Regions from separate parts of the Oryctolagus cuniculus genome. Here region 2 is linked to region 1. Evidence: chromatin contacts called from public Micro-C data. All regions are on one chromosome and are shown on one strand. Each heading gives the region's core, a stretch centred on a gene start, on an enhancer-like site or on the middle of the called end of the contact. The rest is flanking DNA. Distances are from core to core; before and after follow the strand shown. Region 1 overlaps PKIG (cAMP-dependent protein kinase inhibitor gamma). Region 2 holds the start of PKIG (cAMP-dependent protein kinase inhibitor gamma).

Region 1 (6,570 bases), core at 2,051-4,550:
GACAGGCTCCTCTCCAGTGCCCCTGCCCTGGGTGTGCCCCTGCCCTGGGCGTGCCCCGGGCACCGGAGCCTCCACACATGGCTGCAGGCAGCAGCCCTGCCCTCTCCAGGCTCTGGGAGTGTGCTCAGCGTGGAGCCTTGCCTCTTCTGCTCCCCTCGGCACTGCCTGGTTCTTGGGTTCCCGTCACAGAGAGAGGCCGTTGCCCTTTGAGTCTGGGGAGTGCCCGCTCAGTAGGCCCTGGCATTGCCATCGGGTTTCCACAGCCCTTTCTTTGTCCAGGAAGACTTGGAGAGCGTTTGACCCACCCCTGACGAGTCCTGTCTCCTGGGACCAAGTCCCGCTTCTGTGCTCATGTCCTCTGCAAAGCCTGCTTGTTTTTTGTGTGATTTCTGCAAATATTGAATTTTTTAGAAAGAAAAAACAACAGGAAATGACCTTTCTAGTATATTTGGAAAGCAGCTTGTAGTTGTAACGGAATCTGCCTGAGCAATGAAGACTCACAGCCACCGACGGGAACGGCCCGTGGCGCTCTCGGCAGAGCCGGGGCCTCTTCAGTTTACAAAGCTGGGGGCGGGGAGAGCATCACAAACCCCGGGGAGAAGTGGCTTCCTGTGGGGAGACCTGACTGCCCGAGCAGGCACCTGCAGGCGCCACAGCCTCTGACCTGGGGCTGCTCTCTGCCATCCCGGGCATCCAGGCCCCACAAAGGTGCCAAGGCCGCCTGAGAATCAGGGAGAGACAGCTTCACTCTCTAGCACCCCGGGACTCGAGCTGAGATAGGAGATCGTCGATCGCTCTCGGTCTCGCCTTGTCTGCTGGCTCTGCCCGGATCTCCCTTTATTGGCCTTTCTCTGTAGGTTTCAGCCCAAAGTCACCTCCTTAGGACCTTTCCCTAACCATCTGACCTCGGACAGCCCGTCTGCCTGCAGCGAACCCTCTCCTGTTCTTGCCTAGCACATAGCGCCACCTGTGCCGATCCATTCCTTGACTGGCTCAATACTTTTTCTCTCGTATCAGGTCCTAAGTGACTTCTTTAGCATCTAATGTGTGTGCCACGCCTGGCACAATCCTGGGATTTAGAAGGCGCTCAGTGAACAGTGAGTGACCTGCTAGGACTGGAGGAGACTTTGTGGTCATATTTCAACCTTCATGCTGCAGATGGGGGGAGGGAGCTGGGAACCAAGAAGGGACCCTTTGTCGGGTCACACACTGCATGCCGGTGGAGCCGGTCTTGCAGCCACCGTTACGACACAGGCTCTTTCTACCTGAGAATGTAGAGCATCTTCTATTATTTACTCATTCATTAAATATTCATTAAACTTCAACCATGTGCTAGGCCTGTCTACTGTAGCAGTGCACATGAGCCAGGGGCCCGACGCTTGTGGAAGTAGAAGTTTGGGCCTCTGTAGCAAGCAACAACAGCGGAGTTGATTGAAATGTCAAAAGGGAAATTTTACCTTGTCCCCTGCAGAGGGCCGGTGCTAGTGATTTACTGATTGCACGCCTCCCATGCCCCTGTGACTTCCAGACTGTGTGTGCGGCTTCGAGGCGTTGGATCTTCACGACAGCTCCGAGCTGCCCGTGTCACTGCTGGGACTCCTGCACTTAGGCCTTCCACACACCACGCACCCACCCTTAGATGTGTGGTTCTCTCTGGGACTCATGGCCCCGGGCTGGGGGTCGGGGGGAGGAACGTGGTCTGGGAGAAGGAGCTCTGGACCAGGGTTGGGAACCCTGCTTTGAGGAACCATGGCCCAGGTGAGCTCTGGGATCTCCTTCATTGAGATTGTTACAAACTTCTCATGAACTGGAACTGGATCTTGGACTTTTCTGTCTCCAGAACAGTAAGAAGTCCCTGATTTGTACAGATGACCCCGTCTCGGGTGCTGGGTCGTAGTAGCACAAAACGGCCGAGCCGTCTTAACTCACCTCTGCGGAGGGCAGCCTGACAATCCTAGTGCAGTTTTAAAATTCAGGTCCTCAGATGTGGCCGTTCTGCTTTTGTGGAAACAACTCCGAAGTGCTTCAGTGGGGAAGTCATTGAATTGGTGAGACCTCAGGATAGCAAGCGGCCAAAACAAGAATGTTTGGTGCTTTAGGGACTCTGGGTTGTGTCCAGTGTTTGGTATAATTTGTGCGGGGGTGGCTTCAGGGTGATCGGGAAGTGTTTCTAGATTTAAAAGACCACGATGGAAGAAGGATGGCAGGGGATTGGTGGTGCCACAGGATTCGCTGCACTCCTTACTGGCGCCCTGTTCGCATCTGGGAAGCAGTGGCTGATGGCCTCCAGACAGGATTCAGGTGTTGAAGGAGGTGGCTTAACCTGCCATGCTACAGCAGCCCCTTCTTTATGTATCTTTTTGAATTTTTACCTTATTAGAACAAGAGAGAGAGGGACAGAGATCTTCCATCTGCTGGCCCACTCCCCAAATGCACCCTCCCCAGCTGCCAGGGCTGGGCCAGGCAGAGAGTAGGAGCCCAGACCCAACCCTGGTCTTCCGCACGGGTGGCAGGGACTCAAGTACCTTCTGTACCATTTAAGTTTTATAATATTGCAAATATATTCAAAAATGAAGCTAAAAATCAAATGAATACTTTCCCTGCAAAAAATTTAGAAAAAAATCACTCATAATTGATGTGTAATTATATCATTGGAATTGTTTCCCATTTAACAACAGGTATATGTGTCTTTAAAAAATATTCATCCCTAATTTTGATGCCTGAAACTTCACTTGAATATGGCTTTGTCAAACGCGTCCACATTTCTGCATTGCCCATTGGAATGAGATATCGTGTACTGATTTGGTGGAAAACGCAGGGTTCCTGCCCCGCTGAGCCTCCCCACAGAGGCCTGACGCCCGCGGCGGTGGGTCTGAGGACGGCCATTGTCTGCCGTGATTCCCCCTTGTGCTGATTTTAAAGAGCAGAGGGTGAGTGGAGACGAATACAGATGTGGGAGAACAGTGAAGCCGGAGCGCACCTGGGAGAGGAGAAACCCCAGGCTCACCTTCGGGTCCTGCGCCCTGAGCGCTGGCACAGCCAGAGCGTGTTGGCTCCGCTGATGTTTTCCAGGACTGGCCTTTGAGCTTGGCACAGTTCTCTCCCCGTGCCAGGAGTGTCAGCTGCCAGCACTGGGCAGTGTATGAGACCCGACAGAGCAAAGGTGAGGGCAGAGTCCCGGGGAGGCCATTCAGCGGGAAGCCCCGCAGGGTGCCCAGAGGCCTGGCCAACCGGGGCGCGCTCTTCAAAGGCAGGCGGGGGTGGGGGTGGGGTGACAGAAGGACAGAGAAGAACTTAATTCAGTGGGCGCTCAGGGAGCTGGGACTGAGCAGCCCCCTGTGCTGGCTCAGGGGCCAGGGTGAGGCCTTGCAGCGTGGGTGACGAGGTCCAGATGGAAACCCCTGTTGGGATGAGAAGGGAGGGAGCGGTGGCGCTGGTAGGTGGTGCAGCCAGTCAGGGGCAGTGCACCAGGGTGTGGTTGGGAACCTGCCTCTGGAGCTGCCGTGGGACATGAGCGCTTGCACTTCCGGACTTGGCAGCGCGCCTCGTGGCCGTCCTGCCTGCAGTGACTGCGGCGGGCCGTGCCCCTCTTCTGACGCCTCCAGCAGTCTCCCTGCTTTCAGCAGGAGTAGGAACCACCTCTGGAACTCTTTCAGCTGAGCACAGAGCCTGGTTAGGGCAACTGCTCTCGAGGCAGCCACCGTAGGCTGGGTGCGCCATCTTCTGGAGATAGAGGGAATTGCCTTGGGGTTTGGCCCCACCTTTATTTAACAGGTAGGGAAACGGCCCCAGAGGACAGGGTCTTGCCCCAAGGGTCAGTGGCTGAGCTGTTTTTTTGTTTAATTTTTATTTTTGTTTGAAAGGGAACACGAGCTGGCAAGCTATTTCCTGTCCACTGGTTCACTCCCCAAATGGTTGCAGTGGTTGGGGTTTGGCCAAGCCAAAACCAGGAACCAGAAACTCCATCCTGGTCTCCATGTGGGTGGTCCACATCTGCTGCTTTCCCAGGTGTGTTAGTAGGCAGCAGCCAAAACTCAAACCTGCCCTCGGATACGGGATGCCGGCGACACAAGCGGGGCTTAACCTGCCGTGCCCCAAAGCCAGCCCCGGGAGTTGGGGTTTGAGGTCACGTGTACTCATCTTTTCCTCTCTACTCCAGGATACCTCCTTGTCTCCCTGTCTGATCTTTAAATGCCCCTATATTTTTTAATTTTTATTCATTTGAAAGCAAGAGAGAGAGGTCTTGCCATCCACTGGTTTGCTGCCCAGATGCCACGACAGCTGGGGCTGAGCCAGGCCAAAGCCAGGAGCCCAGAATTCCATCTGGGTCTCCCACATGGGTGGCAGGGATCCTAGGACTTGAGCCTCGCTTTGCTGCCTCCCATGCTTGTTAGCAGGAAGCTGAATCAGAGGCAGAGGTAAGAGTTGATCCCAGGCACTCTACTTTGGGGTGCAGGCATCCCAGGCAGTGGCTTGACCTGTGCCGCAACACCCACTGCCCCCAATTCATTCTCGAGGTGTCTCCTCTGAGCTAGGTATTGTGGAGGCCGTGGACCCAGCCTCCATACGGTCAGCCCTTCCCTGTACACGTAGGTGCATACACCCAGCGCTTACCGAGCCCCACCCTGGGTGCTCTGCGGGTACTTCCTGCCCACATCAGTTACCTTCCGAAAGCGTTACACAATAATTGGGCTTATCAAAACCTCAAGCATTACAAAAACAGACATTGAAAGTGAAAGTTCCTGTTACAAAGAACCATGGTTGACAATGTTGACTTGTGGGGCTTTTTCAGATTTTTAAATATTCATTTATTTGGAAGGCAGAAATAGAAGGAGGGAGGGAGGGAGAGAGAGTAAAATCTGTCTTCATCTGCTGGTTCATTCTCCAAATGGCCATAAGGGCTGGAGCGGGGCCGATCCAAAGCTAGGAGCCAGAAGCTTCTTCCAGGTCTCCCAAGTGGATACAAGGCCCAAGGACTTGGACCATCATCCTCTGCTTTCCCAGGCGCATTAGCAGGGAGCTGGATTGGAAAGTGGAGCAGCCAGGACTTGAACCATTGCCCATATGGGATGCCGACACTGCAGGAGGAAGCTTAACCTTCTACACCACAGCACTGGCCCCAGATTTTTTTTCATGTATCTACCTTCTTTCTCCCCCAGAAAGTGAGTTTTATTTGAGGTGCTGTCGGTAGCCTGCATCTTTCAATCAGGTGATCTCAGACGTCTCGCTATACCGACGGAGGCACATCGAGCTCATCTGTTTGAAGCATGCTTCACAGTTCCTAAAATGCCCAGCTCGATGGGTAGTGAGTGGCGTTACTGTTACTGACTGGTCCGGTACACCCCACCCCACTACAGCGGGCACTGGGTATTCCTGGGCCATCTGCCCCGGACGGTGAGCCCTCCTGTGCTCAGACCGTCCCTTCCACTCCCTGATCAGGGGCTGCAGGCAGCCCCTGCCCATGAGGTGACTGTGGTTTAATTGGCTTCAGAAAACCACAGGGGTAGGTGTTCAGCACAGGGGTTAAGATGCTGCTTGGGACGCCCATGTCCCACATTAGAGTGTCTGGGTTGAAATTGTGGATCCACTCCTGATTCCAGCTTCCTGGAATGGGAAGGTCCCCAGGGAGGCAGCAGGTGCTAGCTTAAGTAGCTGGGTCCCTGTCACCCATGTGGGAGACTCAAGGGTTGAGTTCTGACTCCTGACTTCTGTCTGACTCAGCCCTCGCTTCTTCAGGCTTTTGGGGGAACCAGTCAGTGGCTAGAAGAGCGCTCGCTCGCTCTCTCTCTGCCTTTCAAATAAATTTTTTTAAGATTTATTTATTTGAAAGACAGTTACAGAAAGAGGTAGAAAGAGAGGTCTTTTTTGTTTTTTTTTTTTAATTTATTTTTAAGGAATACAAATTTCATAAGTACAACTTTAGGAATATAGTTATTCTTCCCACCCTCTTCCTCCTCCCTCTCCCCTTGCCAGTCCCATTCTCCATTAAGATAGATTTTCAATTAATTTTGTACTCAGAAGACCAACTCTATACTAAATAAACATTTCAACAATTTGCACACACACACACACACACACACACACACATAGACAGACACACAGAAAAAAACTGAGAACTAGTTATACAGTTAACTCTCATATTACAACTCATTGAAAACAGAGATCCTGCATTGGCAGTTAGTGCACAGTGACTCTTGTTAATTTAACAATTGGCACTCTTATGTATGATGTCAGTGACCACCCAAGACTCCTGACATGAGCTGCCCAGGCTATGGAAGCCTTTTGAGTCCACAAACTCTGTCAGTATTTGGACAAGGCCATAAGCAAAGTGGAAGTTCTCTCCTCCCTTTAGAGAAAAGTACATCCCTCTTTGATGGCCCCTTCTTTCTGCTGGGGTCTCACTCACAGAGACCCTTCATATAGAACATTTTTTGCCACAGTGTCTTGGCTTTCCATGCCAGAAATGCTCTCATTGGCTTTCCAGCCAGACCAAGAAGCCTTAAGGGCTGATTCTGAGGTCAGAGTGTTACTTAAAGCGATTGTCATTCTATGAGTCTACTGTGTGGACTG
Region 2 (6,570 bases), core at 1,789-4,288, 81 kb before region 1:
AGATGTTCCCGGTGCATGCCGTCTCTCTCCTCCTTTATAGTCCTCCTCCGCCAATCCCAACTCGGCTGCCCACACGCCGAGTACGCTGCTCTCCTCCAATCAGGAGCAGGTCCTACAGTTTATTGGTTGAACTGGAGGCAGCTGTGTAGAAGCTGTTTTCTCCTCTCCCAGCGCCATATTGTGGGAGAGCAGATGCATAGAATAAGTCTTAATTCCAGTAACTCAGTCCAGTCCGGGTTGCTCCCCACACACAGGGGCCCAAGGACTTGGGCCATCTTCTACTGCTTTCCCAGGCCATAGCAGAGAGCTGGATTGGAAGTGGAGCTACCGGGTCTCGAATCAGCACCCATATGGGATGCCAGTGCTTCAGGCCAGGGTGTTAACCCACTGAGCCACAGTGCTGGCCCCTCATATAGTATTTGAAAAGGTAATACATGAACTTTGTTTAAACAAAACCGTGAGCATATAGTAATTTGATCAATGCATATTGTATTCAGGTGTCAAAAAAATCACAACGTACCTTCTGTTATGTACAATTATCACATTGATCTAAAAAAAAAATAGGGAGTCAGTGAATAACATCACAGTACCTGGATTCAGTTCTTGGCTCTGGCTCCAGACTCCAGCTAATGCAAACCTTGGGAGGCAGCAGTGAAGGCTCCAGGAATCGGATTCCAATCACCCACATGGGAGACCTGGACTGAGCTCCTCGCAGCTGCCTTTGGTCCTGGCACAGCCCCAGCTGCTGTAAGTATTTAGGGAGTGATCCAGCAGATGAGAGTGCGCTCTCTCTTCCTCTCACATAAATAAACACTTTTTAAAAATTAAAAACAGCATACAGTGAAGATGAAGAAGTGTTCTTCTTGTCCCCCCGCCCCCATCCGTCTCCCAGACGACCTTGCAGAGTGTGTTTGTGCATATGCCAGCATTGTGTGTCTTCTCTATCACTTCTTTTAAACGTGATGGCATCCCAACCACATGGTGTTGCACATTGCTTTTGTATTCAGTTATTCATTCATGCAATAAATATTTACCAAGCTCTATGTGCCAGGCACTGTTGTGAATGATGAGAAAACAGCAGGGAACAAAACAAAGTGCCTGCCGTGGAGGAGCTTATGGTGCAGTGCAAAGAGACAAGCCGTCAACAAGTGCAGAGCTGCCAGACACGGACACCAGCTGGGGGAGGAGTAAACAGTTTAGAGTAGCCAGGGCAGGTCTTCTGGATCGCAGGACATTGGACTAGAGAACAAAGAAGTGAGAGTGCAGGACAAAAAGTTATCTGCAGAAGGAATGGCTGCAATACAGACCAACAAGAGCAAAAGCCCTGAGTTGGAAGCCTGCTTGACTTTGAAAGCTTTTACAAACCCAGCGTGGCAGGAGCATGGACAACAGAGATAACGCGGAGAGGGAGGCTGCAGGCAGTTCACTTAGGAAGCTGTTAACTGGGACAGCGCTGGATGTTATTCGAATTGTGATGGCTTTGAGCAAGGGGAAGGTGTAAAAATAAACAGGAACATCACTATGAAAGCAACACTGAGCTTTCAAAACCAACTTGGGAGGTCCTTCAGGGAGCAGGACCTACGCACTGTGAACTGTGGTCCCCACCTGGAACAACCGGATAATGACACTGTCCGGAGACTCCAGATGCTTGTCACAAGGTGACCGGACCCTGGATGTATGGACAGTTTCCAGTAGGCAAATACATTCTTTATCTTCTGGTCATGCGAGCCCGGTCTTTCTCAAAAAGATTCCCACCAAAGGATTTTTACCACTTAGTGATAAATCAATACTGCTTGACAGGATCAGCTCCTACTTCCCTGACTTCCTCACAACGCTCGTTCCCAGCTATCTGAGTCTGTATCTCCCGACTTGCAATTCCTGAGACCTCTTCCCCTTTACAATTTTACAATTTCTGAGCTTGAGTTGATCAATAAAGGATATGATCCTTTTCACATTTTAAAAGATCATTCTCGGGGCAGCCGCTGTGACTAGTAAGCTAAGCCTCTGCCTGTGACGCCAAGCATCCCATATGGGCGCCGGTTTGTGTCCTGGCTGCTCCTCTTCCGATCCAGCTCTCTGCTTATAGGCTGGGAAAGCAATAGAAGATGGCCCAAGTGCCTGAGCTCCTGCACTCGCGTGGGAGATCTGGAAGAAGCTCCTGGCTTCGGATCAGCGCAGCTCCGGCCGTCGTGGCCGTTTGGGGAGTGAGCAAGGGATGGAAGAAGTTTCTCTCTGCCTCTCCCTCTCTCTGTCTATAACTCTACTTCTCAAAAAAATATAATCTTAAAAATAAATAAATAAAAGATCATTCTGGCTGCTGGTTGGAGTACAGACTGGGCAGGGGTGGGTAGGGCTGGGGACAGAACACTAGCAAAGGCAGGACTGGTTAGGAGACTTGCTACACACCTTGCAGCCAGGTCTGTACAGACTGCATCCACCTCAGGCCCTCTTAGTTCCGGCTACAGTAATCTACCCTGCGGCTGTATCATAATGTACGTACTCAGTTCCCTGCTGGTGGACATTCAGGCTGTTCTCAACCCTTTTCCTTTTACAAACAACTAAGTAGTGCATCTCCTTTGTGCTCAGGTCCCACCTCCTATGCAGGATGATTCCAAGAAGTCTAACTGCTGATCATATATCAAACCACTTCCCAAACTGAAATTAAATTTGGTGATCTAATTCTCGCCCAGAGAAACAGGTTTATTCACTCTCTGCCACATCAGCCTTTCAGAGATTGGGAGGGGGAGGAAACTTTAAATTAAAGGAGACTTTAATGACTCCCAGTCGAACAAGCCACCACCTGAAGCTGTCTCTTCCTCAAACAGTCCCCATCGCGGGCTCTAGAGAGATAAACCGAGGCACGGGCAGCCTCCGAGTCTGCGCTCTCGTCCCGCCATCCCCGCCCCCTCTCCACCCACCTGCCTAAGCGCCGGCCCGCAGACCCAGCCCGCACACCTCACCGCTTAGGACCGCGATTCCCACTTCCGCCCACCCTGCGGCCGCGGAAGCAGACGCCGATCTCCCTTGTCCCATCCGAGCCGCCGTAGCGCTGGCGCCGCGGGAGCTCGGCAGCTCCGGTCGCCAAGGCAACGGCTCCGCGGCTGGCGGCGGGTGCCGGGCGGCCCCGGGGAGGCGCTGCAGGCCGGCGGCCCCGGCGCGGCGAGGTGGCGAGAGGCAGGTGAGCAGGGGCTGAGCGGGCGCAGGGGACGAGGGGCTGGGGTCGCGGGCTGCACCCTCGTCCCCGGGGCCTCGGCCGCGCCGCGGGTGGCGCCCCCGATACCCTTTGACCCCGCCCTACGTTTGGTGGGAGTGCGTTTTGGATCGTTTTACTGTGTGTGTGGACGTTGGCCTCATTCGAAAGTCTCCTAAAAAGAGACGAGAGCGTTCTAACGGGGAGGAGGGTGGTGGTGGTCGTGGAGTCACCCGAAACTGCCGCAAATGTACGTGTGGGTGCGACCCCGCGGGGACCCGAGAGGACCGTCTGCTTCGCGCGCCGCCTTGCGCCCCTGCAGCGAGGGGTTAGCGGCCGCACCTGCTCGGTGCATACTTGAGCCCTTGTAGGTGAGCTCTCAGCACCGGGCGGCTTTTTTTTTTTTCCTCTGCTGCCACGAGGAACTTCGTTGCGCGTTTGTCGTGAGCCAGGGTCCGGGCTGCTGGCCACGGGTAGAAAGTGAGTGAATGAGAAGTGCGTGTCCGCAGGGCCGTGCGGGGGAGACCCTGTGGTCTGCGTGGGGCTCTGGGCGGGCGGGGGACAGTCATGCACAGAGCGGTCACCCGCATTGCCAGATATCCCAACAGAAGGTGCTGGCCGGGGAGAGGTGCCCGGGGTGGCGGTGGCGGTGGCGGGGTATGGCCGCAGCCCCTCGCAGGACGCGCGGGCTTCCTGGGCAGCTGTAGCATTCAAGGCTTTGCTGTAGGGCGGACTCTGCGGGCTGGAAGTGGCCTGGCCGGCCGACGTTTGAGAGTCCAGCAGATGGCCTTCCCGAAAGCGTGCGTGTCGAAGTTTTGAGGAGTTGGGACGTGATCTTGGAGGCAGAGGGAGGTGTGTTGCGTGTGCGTTTGATTTGTATTTGTGGTGTCAGAAAAGACTGGCTTTGTTGTTCTTGATCTCATCGCTCTTCCCATCTGTTTTGCACTTACAAGCGTTCACTTACGGCAGGGATGGGAGACGCACTGCTTTTTTTTTTTTTTGCCAAGGGCCACTTGAGTATAACATTCGCTGGCCACGTTTGGGGGCCACGCTAAATTGTCAGCTTAAGAATCAGCCTGCTGTATATAGATGTATGGGACTTCGAGTCTCTCCTGTGGTTGCCTTGATAGGGCCAGACCAAATGAATTCGTGGGCCGTGTATAGCCTGTGGGCTGGGCATTCCGCTTCCCTGATGGACGGTGATGCCCCTACCACCACCACCACAATTGAGCATCTGCTATGTGCCAGGCCCTGTGATGATGGAGGTAGTGAGGGAAGAGTCCCCAGCCATCGTAGGAAAGAATGCACCCAGCGTGATGACAGTGTGATAGGATTTGTGAAAGAAGGCGCACGGTAAGGCTGACCCCAGCCAGTTTGGGGCTTCAGGCAGGGTCTTGATAAAACTCCAGAGGGAGCAGTATGCGTTAGCTGCTTTTGGTGGGGAGCTGGGGCCGGAGGTGTCACGTGCCAGATGTTCAGACGTGCATTCGCGGAGGTGGAAGCAGCCCACTGCAGCTGGAACTTAAAGATGAACACAGTCAGGCATCCAGACAGGCAGCTTATGAAAAGTCCAGACCGCTCAGGACACTGCACTGGACGGTCTTGGAAGAAGTCACTGAGGCCACACCAGGAAGAGGAGGCCAGAGATCTAGGAGGGAAGCTGGCAGGGCACAGCGGCGAAGGCCAGAGGAGCTCCATTGAGGAGGGTGAGCGTGTCGCTTGGATAAATAATGGTCGGGGCCGCTTGGGACTGCGTTGGACAGATTTCGTGAAATGGTGGGGGCGGAATCTCTAATCCCGGCCGCTTCCGAAGGTTCAGTGTAAATGCCTCAGCCGGCTGAGTTAGGAGTGGGATGTGAGAAAGGTGCCGTGTAGGCAGCTCAGAGAAGTTCGGCTGTGTGTGTGGGGGGGAGGGCTGGAGAGCTATTGGGGAATAGGTGAGGCTGCATTGAAGCGAGAGAGAGATTAAAGATGCTGGCAAAGAGCCAGTAGAGGGGACGGAGAGACACAGGAGAGAGCGTTCCCGAGCAGGCGCGAGTGGAGAAGCTCCCGGATCTGCTGCCTTCTAGATTGCGGAAAGGCGGGATGCAAGGCGGTCGCTGAAAGCAGGCATACCGACGTGAGCTCGGACACCCATCAAGGAGAGATTAAGCCTGTGCTGTCACGTTTCCATTATCGCCAGATAGCAGGCGTCTGTGGAGCTAGTGTGGTGCCAAGCACATTTTGTACACTAATCTCAATGAATAATATGCTATTTATAGCAACCCTGCGAGGTGGGTTCTGCCATGAGTCCCCACTCTGTGGACGAGGAAGCCGACGAAAAAGGCCCATCCTAGATGACAAGATGACAAAGTGTTTGGATCCTGGTCTGCCTAGAGCTCTTTTTTTTTTTTTTTTTTTTTTTTTTTTTTTTTTAAGATTTATTTATTTATTTGAAAGAGTTACAGAGAGAAAGGGAGACACAGAGAGAGAGACAGACAGACAGACAGACACTGAGAGATTTTCCATCCGATGGTTCACTCCCCAGCTGGCTACAAAGCTGGGTCTGGGCCAGGCCAAAGCCAGAAGCCAAGAGCTTCTTCCAGGTCTCTGACACAGGTGGCAGGGGCCCAAGGACTTGGGCATCTTCCACTGTTTTTCACAAGCCATTAGCAGGGAGCTGGATTGGAAGTGGAGCAGCTGGGACAGAAACCAGCGCCCATACGGGATGTGGGAGGCAGCTTTACCCCCATGCCGCAATGATGGCACCGCACTGCCCACCTCCCACCTGCCCCAAGCCAGCTCTCACACTATGTGGCCAGGCTGGGCACATCTATTTTTGTTTCTAAGTATTTATTTTTTTCCCAAGTGTTTTTTTTCTTTCTTTCTTTTTCTTTTTTTTTTTTTTTTTTTTGACAGGCAGAGTGGACACTGAGAGAGAGAGAGACAGAGAGAAAGGTCTTCCTTTGCTGTTGGTTCACCCTCCAATGGCCGCCGCGGCCGGCACGCTGCGGCCGGCGCACCGCACTGATCCGATGGCAGGAGCCAGGTGCTTCTCCTGGTCTCTCATGGGGTGCAGGGCCCAAGCACCTGGGCCATCCTCCACTGCCTTCCCTGGCCACAGCAGAGAGCTGGCCTGGAAGAGGGGCAACCGGGACAGAATCCGGCACCCCAACCGGGACTAGAACCCGGTGTGCTGGCGCCGTAGTTGGAGGATTAGCCTATTAAGCCACGGCGCTGGCCTGGTTTTGTTTTTAAAGTAGTCTCTCATCTGTATGCCATGTTTTTAAAATTTTTTTAATTCATTTTCCTTCTGTTTGAAAAGGAGAGAGAGAGAGAGAGATCAATCTTCCATGTGCTGGTTCACAGTCTAAATGCCTGAAACAGCCAGGGCTGGGCAA

Evidence for each region. A called contact is a pair of places that touch in the nucleus more often than the background predicts.
Region 2: a contact with region 1 is called in a Micro-C map of ear pinna, with 6 times the contacts expected there. The contact joins the promoter of PKIG here to the enhancer-like site in region 1. A contact is called at or near these places in 3 of 6 Hi-C or Micro-C datasets (ear pinna, liver and an unstated tissue).

What each region holds. Positions count from the first base shown.
Region 1 is chr11:14,517,336-14,523,905 of mOryCun1.1, reverse strand. The region is part of intron 2 of PKIG (cAMP-dependent protein kinase inhibitor gamma); the gene reads left to right. Among named protein-coding and RNA genes, the nearest start is that of ADA, 40 kb to the right of the region's middle. Within about 2 kb of position 3,300, at least 1 of the 8 cell types and tissues checked has an H3K27ac peak or open chromatin away from gene starts, as enhancers often do. A contact at or near this core is called in ear pinna, where this site is marked.
Region 2 is chr11:14,598,554-14,605,123 of mOryCun1.1, reverse strand. PKIG (cAMP-dependent protein kinase inhibitor gamma) reads left to right here and starts at 3,038. Exons shown (of 5, transcript XM_070051808.1): 1 at 3,038-3,178. It overlaps LOC138844290 (a long non-coding RNA gene), which reads right to left and starts at 813. Exons shown (of 2, transcript XR_011379874.1): 1 at 591-813.